Regions from separate parts of the Anas platyrhynchos genome. Here region 2 is linked to region 1. The links are chromatin contacts, called in public Hi-C maps. All regions are on one chromosome and are shown on one strand. Each heading gives the region's core, a stretch centred on a gene start, on an enhancer-like site or on the middle of the called end of the contact. The rest is flanking DNA. Distances are from core to core; before and after follow the strand shown.

Region 1 (7,000 bases), core at 2,503-5,002:
TAACTTTGCTGTATTGCCGTCGGTATAGGAGAAAATCCAGGGCGTTTCCATGTAAAACATGATGCACTGCCAGCGTCCTGCAGCCAGGGATTGCTTTGTTTCTGCTGGATTTCATAATTAAAGTAAGGAGAAGATAAAGGACTTTCCTTTGAGGCTTGCAAGCTCCTAATGAGCGTTGCAGAGAGAGATAGAGTCTGCTGCCTTTCTTGAACAAACAGTCTCTGTCTGTGCAATGTGTACACAGCTCAGTGAATTTACTGAGAGTGAGCTGGGAATACATCACACTGCTTCCCACCCAGTGCACTAACTCCTCAAACTGAAGCCCACCCTACCACACAGTAATTTAGGAAGAAGAGCCAAGCCAACGTGCTGCAGTTATAAGAAAGGCATTTTCACTTACTGTAGGTGAAGATAATATTGCTCACTGAGAGCAACTTTAAAAAAGAAAACAAAAACACTGCCAAACATAAGCCAGAAGGCTCCGAAACCCTCATAGCACAGGCAGATTGAGGGCAAGCTACCCTGACTCTCGCTCCTTCCTTGACCTAGGAGAAATTAATCTTTATGCCCAATACATCATCGAGCTCCTTGCTGAGAGGGCTGCCAAAGGTGCCGGTAGTGCTGATCACTGCATGATACGGATGTCTAACCATCTAGAAGAGCTCTCAGCACTTTGTGCTAGCTGAGGAGACAGCTGGGCACACAGTTGGTGCTGTGAAGTGCAATCCTGAGGTGCAGGAGCCCAGTAAGCTGTGTTTTGGGTGCTGAGCATGAGCAGACCAAGGGTGGGTGCAGTCCCAGGGCCAGGCTCGTGAGCTTGTATCAGGGAGCAGGCTGGGATGTTCTCTGCAGACAGGTATTTTGTGCCCATTTAACCACACCTTGTTTACACTTGCACACGTCAGTAAACAGCTGTTCCCTCTGCCATTAACATTCAAGACACTGTTGTGAAACCAATGCATCTGGGCACCTAAGGACGTTATCTGAGTTATCGTCTCCAAAGATGCTACAGGTTATGCAACCTGTGCTCTCATTATCACCATCTTAAAGCATTTGCTTATGTCTCCTGTCTTACCACAGCTCTCCTTGAAATGTTATCAACATTGAGAAAACACCACTGTGCGTGGCACAACCCTCACGATCTCAGGTGGGGACAGTGGAGTAGAACAGTGCACACACAGGCTGCTATTTCTTAGGCTGGGGTTTAAAAATCATTAATGCTGAACCTGTGCCCAGTAAAGTCTGTTCCAGATTAGACACACTCACACATTTGTCAGAAGGACATGGTGCACACAGTATCAAATTCTTACACATTATTCTTACACATATAGCTGGACCCAGAAGCATCCATCCAGGTGGTACAGATAAACAATAATTGATCTACCAGAGCCTGCTGAAAAGTAGGTGATGCACTGACATGTTTTCAAGAAACCTGAACTGACAGAAAGTAATTATAGCCTCGGGTGGTTGTAACGTTTTTGATCTGGTTTAAGGAATATCTTTGAGTATTTCCAGTGACAGCAGAGGAAATGATGACCTGCTGAGGCACAGACACAGCTCTTCTAGCAAAGCAGATCTAGGTATAAGCACGGGTATCTGATGCTTCTTCCCAGTTACTGGCTTGCAACCCTCCCTGATTCACCACAAAACCTCCCTGCCCCAAGGACTGGTTTACAGAAAATAGTTCCCACTAGTTTAACTACAGTCCGTTATTAAACTGATTCAGTTAATCCTTCAGAGACTCCTTTGGGGACACAGCTAAATTCATTTATAGCAGTTATGGCTTAGAGCAATTTACCTTTCAGTTGGTAAGTTAATTGTGATATCAATTTATAACTTAACTTGATAGTTTATTAGCTTGAAACTAAGACATCAGCTATCAGTCAACGTACTGTGTTTCCAATTGTGCTTTCAGGTGATGTTTTCAACAACTGATTATGGTTAAGTTAGTTAAAATATTTGTGCAGGTCAGCCCCAAATCCCCTGTCCCAATTACATGCTCTTTGCTTTCAAGCATTGAGCAACACACAAGTGAACGACCCGCCTGTCCTCTGGGAACAAACAGGTAGCACAAACAGGGCTCAGCCCAGTTTTAAACAACAGGTCAACAGGCAGGAAACATGTTGAGGAGTCAGAGAGGAATGGTGTCAGTGAAACATTTGACTTACAGGCTTTCCTTCCAGCCCACAGCTCCTCAGAGACCCCCAGCTTTAGTTAGGGCATTAGCAAGCACTGGGTTTCACGTGCATACTTTTTACTATGCTCATCCCAGCCACTAATTAGGGCCTTATCTGTGTGGTGCAACTATCCCCTAGGACAAGGCTATTAGCTGCTCTTAGGATACACAGACAGGCTCATGTTTTCAAAAGCTTGGAGCAGGCAACACTGAAAATGTATGGAAACAAAAGAGGTTCAACCAGGAGCAAGTTCTGCTGTTACAGTAATTGTCCCAAGTGGGCTTTTCTCCTGACCAGCACCTTCAGATCAATTAGGTGTGAAAACTAAATATATCAGTAGAATTAAGTTAATAACATTAATGAAGTATTTGTTCATATTTCTGGGGTGGGAAAGGAACAGCAGGGAGAAAAGTCTCTATGCCATCATCCCAAAAATAGGAGGCATTGAACAGCCCTGCTTGCTTTCACCAGATGATGACCTGCTGCAGACTCAGCAGGTGAAGCACTGGCAGCCCATTTTGGGGGTCAGGTGCCCCAGGCCATGCAGACACCACTGGGCCCAAGCTGCTGCAGGGCAGTGGGATCACTGCTTACACCCCACAGCTGCAGCTAGGACATGGGGCAAGGAGCCAAGCAGCTCTTGGAGCAGCTTTTTCTTACAGCCCTGTTCCTCCCTGGTTCAGGCAGGAAGTGAGGACTAGGTGATTAAAGCAGACAGAGACAGGGCAGGGCTACAGAGCACAGCACTGCACCATGCACTGAAGTCCTCACTTTTGTTTTGGCTTCGTTTCTTCTCAGAGCTGAAGTTAGCTTCTCTTTTCTTTGGGTTGACACCTTCCCAGTGTTTTTTGGACAGCCTGTGTCATCTGAGCAGAGGTCATCAGCTTCACTGGTGGTTTTTGCCTTCCAGTGCATTAGCACTTCTTGACATGGCAGTTTCAAGAGAGCAACTGATACGAACCTATTACTTTTTTAAAAAAATAAAGCTTTCACTATGCTGCTCAATAGCAATAAGTTGTCTATAAAATAGGAAGAGATCCTTATCATCTACCCACAAAATGCCCGCCTGTGTTTCTTCTTCTTTATCTGGTTCAAGGCAGGAAGGAAGGAACTGCCTGGACAAAACCCACTCCTTTCTCAGGCCAGCTACTCCCACATGGCACTCAACGTCTCTACACAGTCATGTTCACTGTAATGCTGAAGGCCTGAGGGATGGTCCCATTCCCATCCGTATTGGCCATCAAATGCCTCTCAAAGTCAATCCAGACAAAGAAGCAAGCCACCCTTCTTCAAACTCATCTGGCAGCTTTTCAGTGGGAGCATGTGAGATGTCTCAAGGCTGGGGCTGGACTTGTTTTCAAGCTTTGCAACCATTTCTTTCACCCATGACTTGTCAGAGTATAAATACTCAAACAATCCCCACAAATGAGCCTCCACACTCTTGCCCTCTAATTATATCCACAGCGTTCCCTTTTGCATCCAAACCCTCCCACATCCTTAAGCAAACACGCTGACACCCAGGCAAGCCTTACACAGCACTGTGGAGAAATCCCTCCCCATGCTGAGCTTCTCTTCTGCGGCCAAAGTCTGCTGGGCACGCCTCAGTGCTACAACCCCACTCACAGCTGGCTAATATTAGGGCTGTGTACTCTGCTGGTACAAAATTATTAAGCCAGTGGCAGATGAGCCTCAGCTTTGTTGTCTCTATCACACCCTTTGCCCACCCTGTGGAGGCTGCTGTCACCAGCCATGCACCGCTGTGCTAGTTTTTCTGAGACAGGAAGCATCTCAGCTCCTTCCCACCCACTGTACTCACATGAGCAATGTAACCCAAATAAACTGGGTGGATAAGAATGGAGGGAGAAGAGGTGATCCTGATGCAAGGCACTTGGGCACACTTACATAGTAAAAAGCAAGCAACTCTGTGCTGAACTCGATGGTGCAAACCACTTTAAGACAGAACAGGAGGAAGGAGAAAGGGCATTGCTCTCCATGCAAATGGGCTGGTAGAAGAGCTGTTTGCAAGGACTTTGTGTGCTAGTCCCCAGAGGAAAGCCACCAAGCAGGGCTAGTAAGACTCTCAGTGGTTTTCCACTGGAGACAGACAACATTTTTGCTGAAACGCTGTCAGAGCATCTGACCAGCTTTGAGCAATTCTTGCAGCCTAGCCCATGAGACTAGGATTTACAGAGTCTTATCTTTACCTTTTGAACAAATAGCAAGAGGCAGCCCCTGAGCAGTTCGGTATCCTGCAGGGCTGCTTGGTACCCACATTTGTTAGGTACAAAGAATATAAAGCATCAGGGAAAGCAGCAAGCAGCAAAAACTTCTTCCTGAGGCTCCAAAATGGAGACAAAACAACTGACGCTGCTGGAAGGGTATTTCACACTGGGGGGCAGCAGGGCTGGAGGGTGCAGGTAATGCTGAGCTGTGTGGGGCAAGGCACAGGACACAGTGTGATGCTTTGAGCTGTGCTCTGAGGGCATTGTCCACCATAGTACCCTATTAGCAGCACCATGGGATTACCAAAACACCATTTCAGGCCCAGTGGCCTTTCACGCAAAGGTTGGTTTCTGTCATGAAGAGAGGTGGCCTTGGTTTCCAACCCTATAAAAAAAATAATGACCACTAATAATCCAAAACCAGCACATGTGATGGGTTTTGCAGTTCAGAAGATCTTAGTTTACTGTATTAAAGATTCAAACTAAGTGCAAACAAAGGGAACATGGCTATTATAGTTACAGCCTCATGAGCTTGCAGGAGGCCTGGTTCGAGGTCTGTTTTCCTCTGTCAAAGAAGTTGCTGCCTTTAACCCAAAGAAGAAAAAAAACATTATTCCTTACCCAAAGAAAGTCTCAGCTGCCACCCAGTGGAATTAGCAATCTCTGCATTATACCAGTGGCTCCTATTGCTACCTCCTCACTCCTCCCAGGCTACAAAGTTTTACTGCCCAGCAGTAAGGCTTGGCTTGTTTGCAGTACCGCTTACCCAGAGATCATTGAGCACAATGACGTCTCACCGCTTCCATTTGTCACAGGGGAAACTGAGGCACAAGAGCCAAATGGTCTCCCCAGTCACACAGCAGGCCAGGAACAGAGCTAAGGCTACACCACACCTCTCCCTAATGGATATCCTAAACACAGGTGGATGCTGAGACAAAAAGGATCCTGCTACATCAGAGTTTGAAGCAGAGGGGACACTGCAGAGCAAGGGGTTACACAGTGGGGTTTGGAAATGGGGTTAAGGTTGTCACTTAACTTAGGCCACTAGTTGAGCAATTTATCTTTGTGGTCTTCTACATTTTCTTGTAAGTAAAACAAGCAAGCAGTCTGGTTTAAGAGATGCCTGCAGGGATGTTGCCAGCTGTCACCAGTTATTTTTCACTCTAGGAGAGCATGCTCCATTACTGCAAGAAAGATTTTGACATATGGTAGGCTCTAGAGGGGAAAGACAGAGCTGTCTGTACAGCTGGCAGTGCAATTCTCTGCAATAAGTGAGGAGCCAGGAAGTCTGAGGTACGAAGAGTGACGAGGAAGTGCTAGATAGAGGCATGCACAGCCCTAACCAAAATGTGAGCAGGAGCTGTCCTCGCACCAGGCTTTGACCCCTTTATGTGCAATGGGAACATGACCTACCTTTCAGGTCTTACAGGGGGCCTCAAGTCCCACAACCCCTCCTCTGTCCACACACAGCACAAACTTTAAGCCTCTGTGAGCCTTTTCAGTGAAGGAAAACTAGAATAGCTGGAATATTTCCTCCCCATCCTACGCAAGTACATTTCTGAGCTGCAGCCCTGTGTATAGCAGGGACAAGACCCAGTAAGCGCCACGCATGGGGATGGGTGGAAGGATCCTAGAAATTGGCAGTGGCAGCATGAGGGGCATTTATTTCTGAAAACAGTGTGTATGCATGCACATGCATATCTATGTTGCTTGGAAGATGAAGAATGCCAGATTCATGGGAGACCCAGATTCTGACAAAGGCAGCTCTCAGCTATTTGCAAAGCTTGACCTCCTCTGACCTAAAGTACAATGGCAGATATATATAAGCAGGTTATTTCTCAGAAGAGGAACACTTTGTGCCTTCTGCTATCCTCCTAAACAGCACTCGGCAAACAATCATCATCAGTAAGAAGTACATAGCTTTTCTAGAAGCCTATGCCCTCCTTGAATAGCTGGGTTTGAAAGGTGCATGTCCAAAGCCTCACCAGATAGCTCAGCACAAAGCGCAGCAACCTTTGGGATTTTAGGGATTCAAGGGAGAATGCCCAGCAGCCAGCAGTTCAGGCTACTCCAGGTCAAATGGGAGCTTTGTCTTTCAAGCCACTTGCTAGTTTGCTGAGCCTTTATTCCCTTTAAAAGAAAAGATGCAGTGGATACTGAACAGGAGATGAACACATGCACTCAGCTGTTTGTGAAGGCCCCCTGTTTTTTGGTTGGGTGGTGTTTTTTTGTTTTGTTTTGTTTTTTGTTTTTGTTTGTTTGGTTGGTTTTTTTTTTTTTTTTTTTTTTGGCAATTTCACTCTGCTATTGAAATTTCACAACACTGGAAGCCCACTTCAAACCAAAAGCCAACAGTGACCCAGAACCACAGAGTAATCCCAGATGCAGCACAATTCTCTGTTTGAGGGCATCATCAAGTTACCCCCCAAATCTCCCTTGTTAGACTTACCAAATTGAAACAATTTCAGAGGAGGGTTATCAAGCTTTATATTTTAAAGATGGAAGTGACCTACTTAGCTTCTCATCTTACCTATGGAAGAAAAGGCACTTTCTGCTGCTGTGTGAGAGGATTTTAAAACAGTTTCCATAGAAAACCTCCCT
Region 2 (7,000 bases), core at 2,123-4,622, 140 kb before region 1:
AATCCTACAAGAACAGCTGGGGAAGGAGGGCAATACAGGTGAGTTCACCGTGTATTCTTGGGTCAGAACCAGAAACCATCCCTAAAAGACCCAAGACGGCCAACAACAAACCTTAAATCATTACTCACAGGTTATCAATTCATTCCTTGTAGACAGTCACTTAAAAATTTTGTCCGCTTAAATAGGTAACAAAAACTCTGGTTCTAAAAACAGGCAGGGCAATGCCAGGATGCTCATTTCCCAGGAGAGGGACTCCTAGCTGTGCTGCCTTCGGAAATAAGAAGTACAGACCATAGCCAATGCTCTTTACTTTTTGTCCCTGCTGGTTTATGCTCTTCTCCTGGAGCTGTCAATCACAGATTCTAGACCTCCTGGTAATTAAAGCCACTCTCGTCAAAATTAATTTTTGCATCATTGGTCAAATCATTTCATTTACACCATCTACATTAGTATTAAACACCAGCAGGAACAGTCTAAAATGTATTAATGGAATCTTAAAATGCATAAGGCTGATTCTCATTGAAAAATCAGCCTGTTTGGGTAGGATTTTCTTCACTGCATTTGATGAGGAAAAAAAAATTAACTTTTAAATGTATATGAGCTATAAAAAGAAATATAATCTGCCTAAAATGCAGTCAGAGTTTGAGTCACAACAGGTTTTGCTTTGATTCTTTTTTTTTTTTTTTTTGGTGTATACAAACACAGCAGGCAACCTGGGCGCTTGGACTTTCTAGACAGGCAGAACAACATTGCACAAGTCTAAATATCAGTCAATTCAACTTTGCAGTGATACCTCCTTCCTTTAAAGAAACACAAAAAGGAAACAAAAAAAAACAACTCCCCCCCCCCACGGTTTCTTTCTTGGAATGGCTGCACCTCTTATAATAAGATGGCTTCGTTTTTGTGATCTATGAAAGGAAAAGGAAATAAAGTGCTTCTTGAGAACAAATCAAAATAAATATATGTATTTAATGGCAGGAAAAAAAAAGAGTTCTGAAGGGCTACCTCCAGCCAGGTCTTTTCTCAGATGAGTTATTTTCCCCCATAATTTTTTCAAGAGCAATCTGCACAACGGTTGACAATTCCTCCAAGTCGCTTTAGCAGCAGAGTTGAATTCTCCCAAGTTTGCGTCTGCTCCGTCACCGGTTTGTAAAACCTGTGCAAAACACCTTTGCCCAAAGGTCTGCTCTTCCTGCACAACAGCGTCAAACAAAATACCAAAGAAAAGAGGAGAAGGTAAAACAAAACAAAAGGGGAAAAAGAAAAAAAAGAAAAAAAAAAAAGGAGAAAATCCAACCCAGTTACAGTTACATAGGCTTCATCCCGTTGGCAGTGGTGTTCTCAGAGATGCCATCGCTCACAGCTGCCGAGTCGTGGAGGCCCGAGTAGTCCTTGAGTTCAGAGTTTGTCAGGAGCAGGGGCTGCTCCCCCTTCTTGTGCGGCAGGAGGGGCTGCCGGGTGTAGTGCTCCCCGTCCGGGATGTTCTCGGGCAGGTTCTGGTTCTTGCTCTCCGGCAGCAGCAGGATGCAGATGATGCAGATGAGCGTACAGCAGGCGAAGATGACGTGGTGGAGGAAGTAGCCTTTCTGGTTGTGCAGCTCCATGATGGGGGCGGTCAGGCGGCCAAAGCCCGCGCTGGCCAGCACCAGCCCCAGCCCGCCTCCCCTGCAAACACAACGGAGGTGAGAGCCTGGAAGAACTCCAGTGCTGGAAGAACACCCAAAAATGCCTTGGGACCCCAGGCTATCCTGTTCGGCAAGCGATTTTGGCACCTGGGCTCCGAAATCTCTGAGGCAAACCCGCTTTGCTCACGGCTTTCATGCTGGGCAATTGCCCCAGGAGGGAGTTTTTGCTGTTGCTTTGCTGTTGTAGATAATTACTGCCTGTGTGTAGAAAATAGCTGTGCTCACCCAAGCATCTCTTCACACCCATGTAACTGCACCCACGTAAGGAGAAGAGAAGCTGTAAGGTGTGAGTACATAGACAGCCCTCTAAAATATTCCCATTTCCACGTGTTATCACATTCAGCAAGGGAAAACCAGATTTTGCTTCGCATCCAGCTTAGACGAGACACACCAAGAAGCGGTAAGTGCAGGAGTCAATTTTGGCTGCCTCTGAAATACCTGGCAGCAACTGCCAGCAGAGCCAGGAGATCCGACTCCACAGACCACTGCCTTGATCTGTTACACCAAACACTGAGCGCTGAAACATTTTCCCTGTAAGACATGTTGAAGCTGGAACCTCTCAACCCACTGATGTTGTACCAGCACACACCATTTTCAGAAAAAATAAAAAAAATTAAAAAAAAATAAAAAGATAACGTAGCTAGTGGTTAGAATAGGAGAACAAGTCAAGGGTTTGAGACTCAATTCTGAGACCTCCCCTTGACTCACTGTAGGAGCTGAGGCAAGTCCCACACTTTGCTCTTGCTTTCCTTGTGTATTTGCATACCGCATCAAGGGGCAACAAAAAGGTTAACTCTGGTAAAATGCTTAAGTTGTAAACAGGGAGCTTTATAAAAATATTCTTTATGGCATAAATGCTTGTTCATGAAATGTAACATGCCAGTATATTGACATCACACATATAAGCACACCAAAAAAAGCGTGAAAACACATTAAAGCTTAAAGAAAAAAAAACAAGTGTGAGAGTAACCTCTTCCCCCACCCCATCGCAGGAATGGAAAGGCTTGCACAGGCTGGATCCAGTGCTCTTTCCTGGCAGTGGGTTACACAAGCAGCCCCCCTCACACGCAGTGCCTTCCCTTCTCTGATGCCTTTCCAAGCCCTGAGCACACGGGGCTGTCCTGGACTCGGTAAAGCACCTCTCGCAGATAACAGCGATTTCCCCCCAACATTGCCAACGCCCTCATTAAATCCTCGCCAGCTTTCCGATGGCAATTTGGAAAGGCAGCTGAATGCAGCCCTTGTGCGACTGGCCTCCTTGCAGCTTCATTAATATGCTCACACGAGCGATCAGCAGGACTCGGCCCTGAAGCGCAGGAGACTGGCTCATTCACATCGGTGCTTGCTGTGGCTAAATTGCATCTCTACAACCAAGGGGGACCCGAGGTGAGTTCTGAAAGCAGCTGTGGAAGGACATCGAAGAAACTGGAAGGAAGCAGGGAAAAGGCAGCAACAAAGGTGGCTCTGTTATTACGGGGCAATCAGCTTCACGTTTGGAGGGGGAAAAAGAGTTTTTCCACCTCGTGTCAGTAATTAGAGCAGGCGTTACTTTAGCCACTGCCCTCAGAAACTGGCAGCAGAAGGACTGCAAATACACGGTGGTGTGCCTCCTGTATTTGACTGTACTGCAAATACTAGGGGATAAAAGAAGCTGGAAATAGCCAGGAGAGGGAAGCAGTGCTGCCACTAGGGAGCAGATGGAGCTCACGCTGCCTTCGCAGCAGCAACCGGGCAGCTCGGCAGCTGATGCTCTGTCCTGATGGGGCCCAGGTCCAAAATGCTGCCCTCAGAAAGGCCACCCTGAGCGCCGGGGAGGGCTTCCTCTTGCTGACTGCTGCAGTGTCTTTCTCAATAATGACATCCTCTCTGATCCATCCTCCTGCACAGAACAGGGCCCATGCTGACCTCAGGCCCAGCTGCTTTGTCCTCTCAGTTCAGCCACTTCTTAAAGTCAGTCCCTGAATCCTCCCTAGGTTTTTTTCCCTGCCTTTTCCTGTAGGAACTTGTGGACCAGATGTCTTTTCCACTTGTCAGTAACCCAGCACGCAGAGGATAGGGAGGACACCACACTCTCCTCAGCCTGTTCCTGCGTAGCAGCTGTGCAACCCTCACTGTTGTTTTCATCAAGATTATTAGAGATGGATTACTAGAGCCATTTGGAGCTCAAATTCGATGTTTGGAAGACCCTGGTCAGGGAAACCTCAGAGGCAGCCCCAGTTCTCTCTACCTGTCTTTCCCCTTTGGCTCCTCAAGATCCAGCCAAAAGCACAGTAGAGCAGTCTGAAACACCAAGGGGCACCAGAGGTGGTATTTTGGAAAAAAGGTGATGAGGGAATGGCCACGGACCACTGAAACGAGAGACACAGGCAGCTTAGCCACACCTCAGCCCGAGACGTGTTTATGAACTGTCCTGAGAGCCACCTCCTAATTACAGCCCTGAGGAGATGTTACCAAGAGGTTTTGCAGTGGCAGGACAGACCACAAAACGCTGCAGTGTCATCATCCCTATTTATACATGGGGACCCTGAGGCACATCCAGCTATTGTCACTCGCCTGGTGTCACCCAGCAGACTCGGGGGAAGCAGAACTTCAGTTCCCAGCCAGGATTTTGTCCCCTTCCCTGTGACAACATTAGTGATTTAAGGAAAAAGCCTGCTAAGTTCACACTGCACATCTAACCCTGCTTGGCAGATTCTCTTTTGGTTGACTCGGCCAATTCCTTATCTCTACGCCTTCCAGAGACAAGCAGAAAATTAAAGAGGCATAAAAAGACCAAACTGACTGACACGCATGTAAGTAAATAGCTGTTAGTGTTTTGGGCTGCTGTGCAATCTCCACACCACTCACACTTTCCCTTCCCTGTAGAAATAATGTTATCTGTAAAACATTCACAAAGTCAGATAGCTTTGAAGAAAAGGCCATAGATCAAGGAGGCTGGCTGCTCATCTGACAGTTCTGCTGTAATAGCTTTGAAAAGTTATTAAAAAAACATGTAATTGGGGGCAGAGGGGGGGGGAGCAAAAAATATCCTCTTCCCTCCGCTGTCTCTTCCCTCCCACCCCTACGACCTACATTCCTACGAAATTCAATGGGAGTTAGGGTGGACTCCTGAATCACTGTGGCATTGCTGAAAGCATAATCCAGAACACACAAGCACAGCCTTTGTGCTGTGAAAGATAACAGCGAATAAATAAAATGGTACAAAAACCAGACAACACCAAGACAGTTTATGGAAAGCTCTCCAGAGAAGATCATCCGCCTGGCTTCTGCTGTTGCCCAGCGTGTAAGCGCTGCTCTTTACAAAAACTTCAAGCCTCTGGGTGCGAAGAGAAAAATGACAAAGAGCCAGAGTACAAGTCTGTAGTAAAGGCAAAACACACTGGTGCTGTAAGAGATGTGACAGCAGGTCCTCAGAGCACCTATACACACCAGCAGCATTTAAGACTGCACGTTGCAACACCTCCTGTCCACTGTAGCTGCATTAGCTTACCCTGTGGAGGCAGGGAGCAGATTGCAGCCACGTCCTTCTCTGCACACTGATGTTAATGTATCTGCTAATGCCAAGCTGTAAGCTCACATGGGTACTGCTTGTACAAATCCAACAGGGCAAGCAAATTAACAAAATGGTTCAACTACATGATCTGGTTCAGACGAGTACTTTAGGCCGTACTTCACTGCGAACAAATGCAATTCACGATGACTGGCCTGCCGAAAATCACCATAATGGTGATTTTCGAAGTGGATCCGTCTGAAACAAAGCCCCTCTGTCCTCAGCTAGGCACTTACTTATGCAGCCTGCCTGCGGTGACACCAGGTTAAGAAGTGGCCCAGAAATTGCCGTGTGGTCTCTAATTATGGGAGATCCCCCACCCCACCCCACACAATGTAAGTTACACAGCCAGATACTAAGAAAATGAGTTCAATTTATTATCTGCCCTTTACGGGGGGGATTCTGATGTCTCACCTTATTACTGTCGGTGTGATTTCAGCACAGAAGAATACGCTGAGACTTCCAACGGCATGCGAAGAAAACATACCCACAATGGAAAACGCAGTAGAGAATTTGTCTTTGACACTGTCACTCATACCTGTCAAGACAAACATGTGCATGAAAAGTGAGAACAAGGAGAAATTGCCAAGAAAGAAAAGAAGAAAACAGGTCTATGTTACTCATTCTACCTAAACAAGAAAAATTGAGTCACTTTTGTAACACTAATTTAAAACTGGTATTTATAAAATTTTTTCCCAAGCACCCAAGACACAAACATACATGAAAAAAATCATAATGTCATGCCCCAAAACAGCAGCGATCTCTGAATTACTTATACCCAGCCACCACAAAAAAGGTAAAACACAAGGAAAAAAAAAAAAAAAAGAAACTGCACATCCTTGGGCAGCCTTTTAGGCACCAGACACTTCCCTCCCACATTTGACAGACAAGCGGAGGCAGGCGGCGTTCATTGAGTTGCCAAACGTCTGGTACAGCTCGGTGGCTTGGGCACTGGAGAGGCTCACGGGACAAGCAGGGAGAGAAACAGAAGCGCTCCCATCTCCCTGATAACTTCCTGCAAATGGTGGGTCTGCAAACTCAGCTGCAAGCTTGGCAGCCTTCACCCAACAGCTCGGTTTGAGACGTGGGCTTTCTGAGAAAGCACTGCCCCACATCTAATAACCACCCCTGGGGACTCTGCACCCTCTCCTCACATGCTGACACAACCAGGTTCATGCTGTGTGGAGAGGATGCTACACTGAGAAACCGTGCATACACAAATACACCTCCTTATGAGTGGGGTCCTGAGGTGAGCTTTCCCCCTGCATCCCTCTGTGGAAGCAGCCACACTCTGGGGCCTTTGGCCACGGTTTCGGATCTACCCGCGTTTGCAAACCATACCTGAGTCTGGAAGCTGACTGTATTTTCCAATCACTGCATCCAAGACCACGGAAGTTAGAGTAAGACAAAAATAAGAGAGAAAGGGAGAGAAAACAAGAACACACAGTCGTTATTTACGCAAAGGAAAAAGGAAAAGGTACTCCCCGCATGCCTCCCCCAGCTCCCACGCACTCCTTGCTGTGACATGACCGGCCCGATGCAACGTGCTGTTTGCAGCCAGAGGACTGAATGCTAATGAGACGGTGATAATAAACGCAGAGGCACGGCGTTTTTAAGGGACCCAGAATTACCGCTGGGCTTAACACAAAGGTCTCTTTGTTGTTAATGAAGGGGGAGAAGAGAAACTGCCCTCGTCCAGCAGCCCCAAGGGGATGGCCAACAGAGGCTGTGGTCTGAGAGCAAAACTCCCGGCATCAGCATCGTG

Evidence for each region. A called contact is a pair of places that touch in the nucleus more often than the background predicts.
Region 2: a contact with region 1 is called in a Hi-C map of subcutaneous adipose tissue, with 2.7 times the contacts expected there. The contact joins two enhancer-like sites. A contact is called at or near these places in 6 of 8 Hi-C or Micro-C datasets (F1 follicle, F5 follicle, liver and 2 more).

The regions. Positions count from the first base shown.
Region 1 is chr2:77,816,158-77,823,157 of IASCAAS_PekinDuck_T2T, reverse strand. No RefSeq gene overlaps it. Among named protein-coding and RNA genes, the nearest start is that of PXDC1, 49 kb to the right of the region's middle. Within about 2 kb of position 3,752, at least 2 of the 8 cell types and tissues checked have an H3K27ac peak or open chromatin away from gene starts, as enhancers often do. A contact at or near this core is called in subcutaneous adipose tissue, where this site is marked.
Region 2 is chr2:77,957,268-77,964,267 of IASCAAS_PekinDuck_T2T, reverse strand. SLC22A23 (solute carrier family 22 member 23) reads right to left here. Exons shown (of 11, transcript XM_038174184.2): 9 at 6,577-6,609; 10 at 5,650-5,773; 11 at 1-1,665. The coding sequence ends at 1,308. Among named protein-coding and RNA genes, the nearest start is that of PSMG4, 12 kb to the left of the region's middle. Within about 2 kb of position 3,372, at least 4 of the 8 cell types and tissues checked have an H3K27ac peak or open chromatin away from gene starts, as enhancers often do. A contact at or near this core is called in subcutaneous adipose tissue, where this site is marked.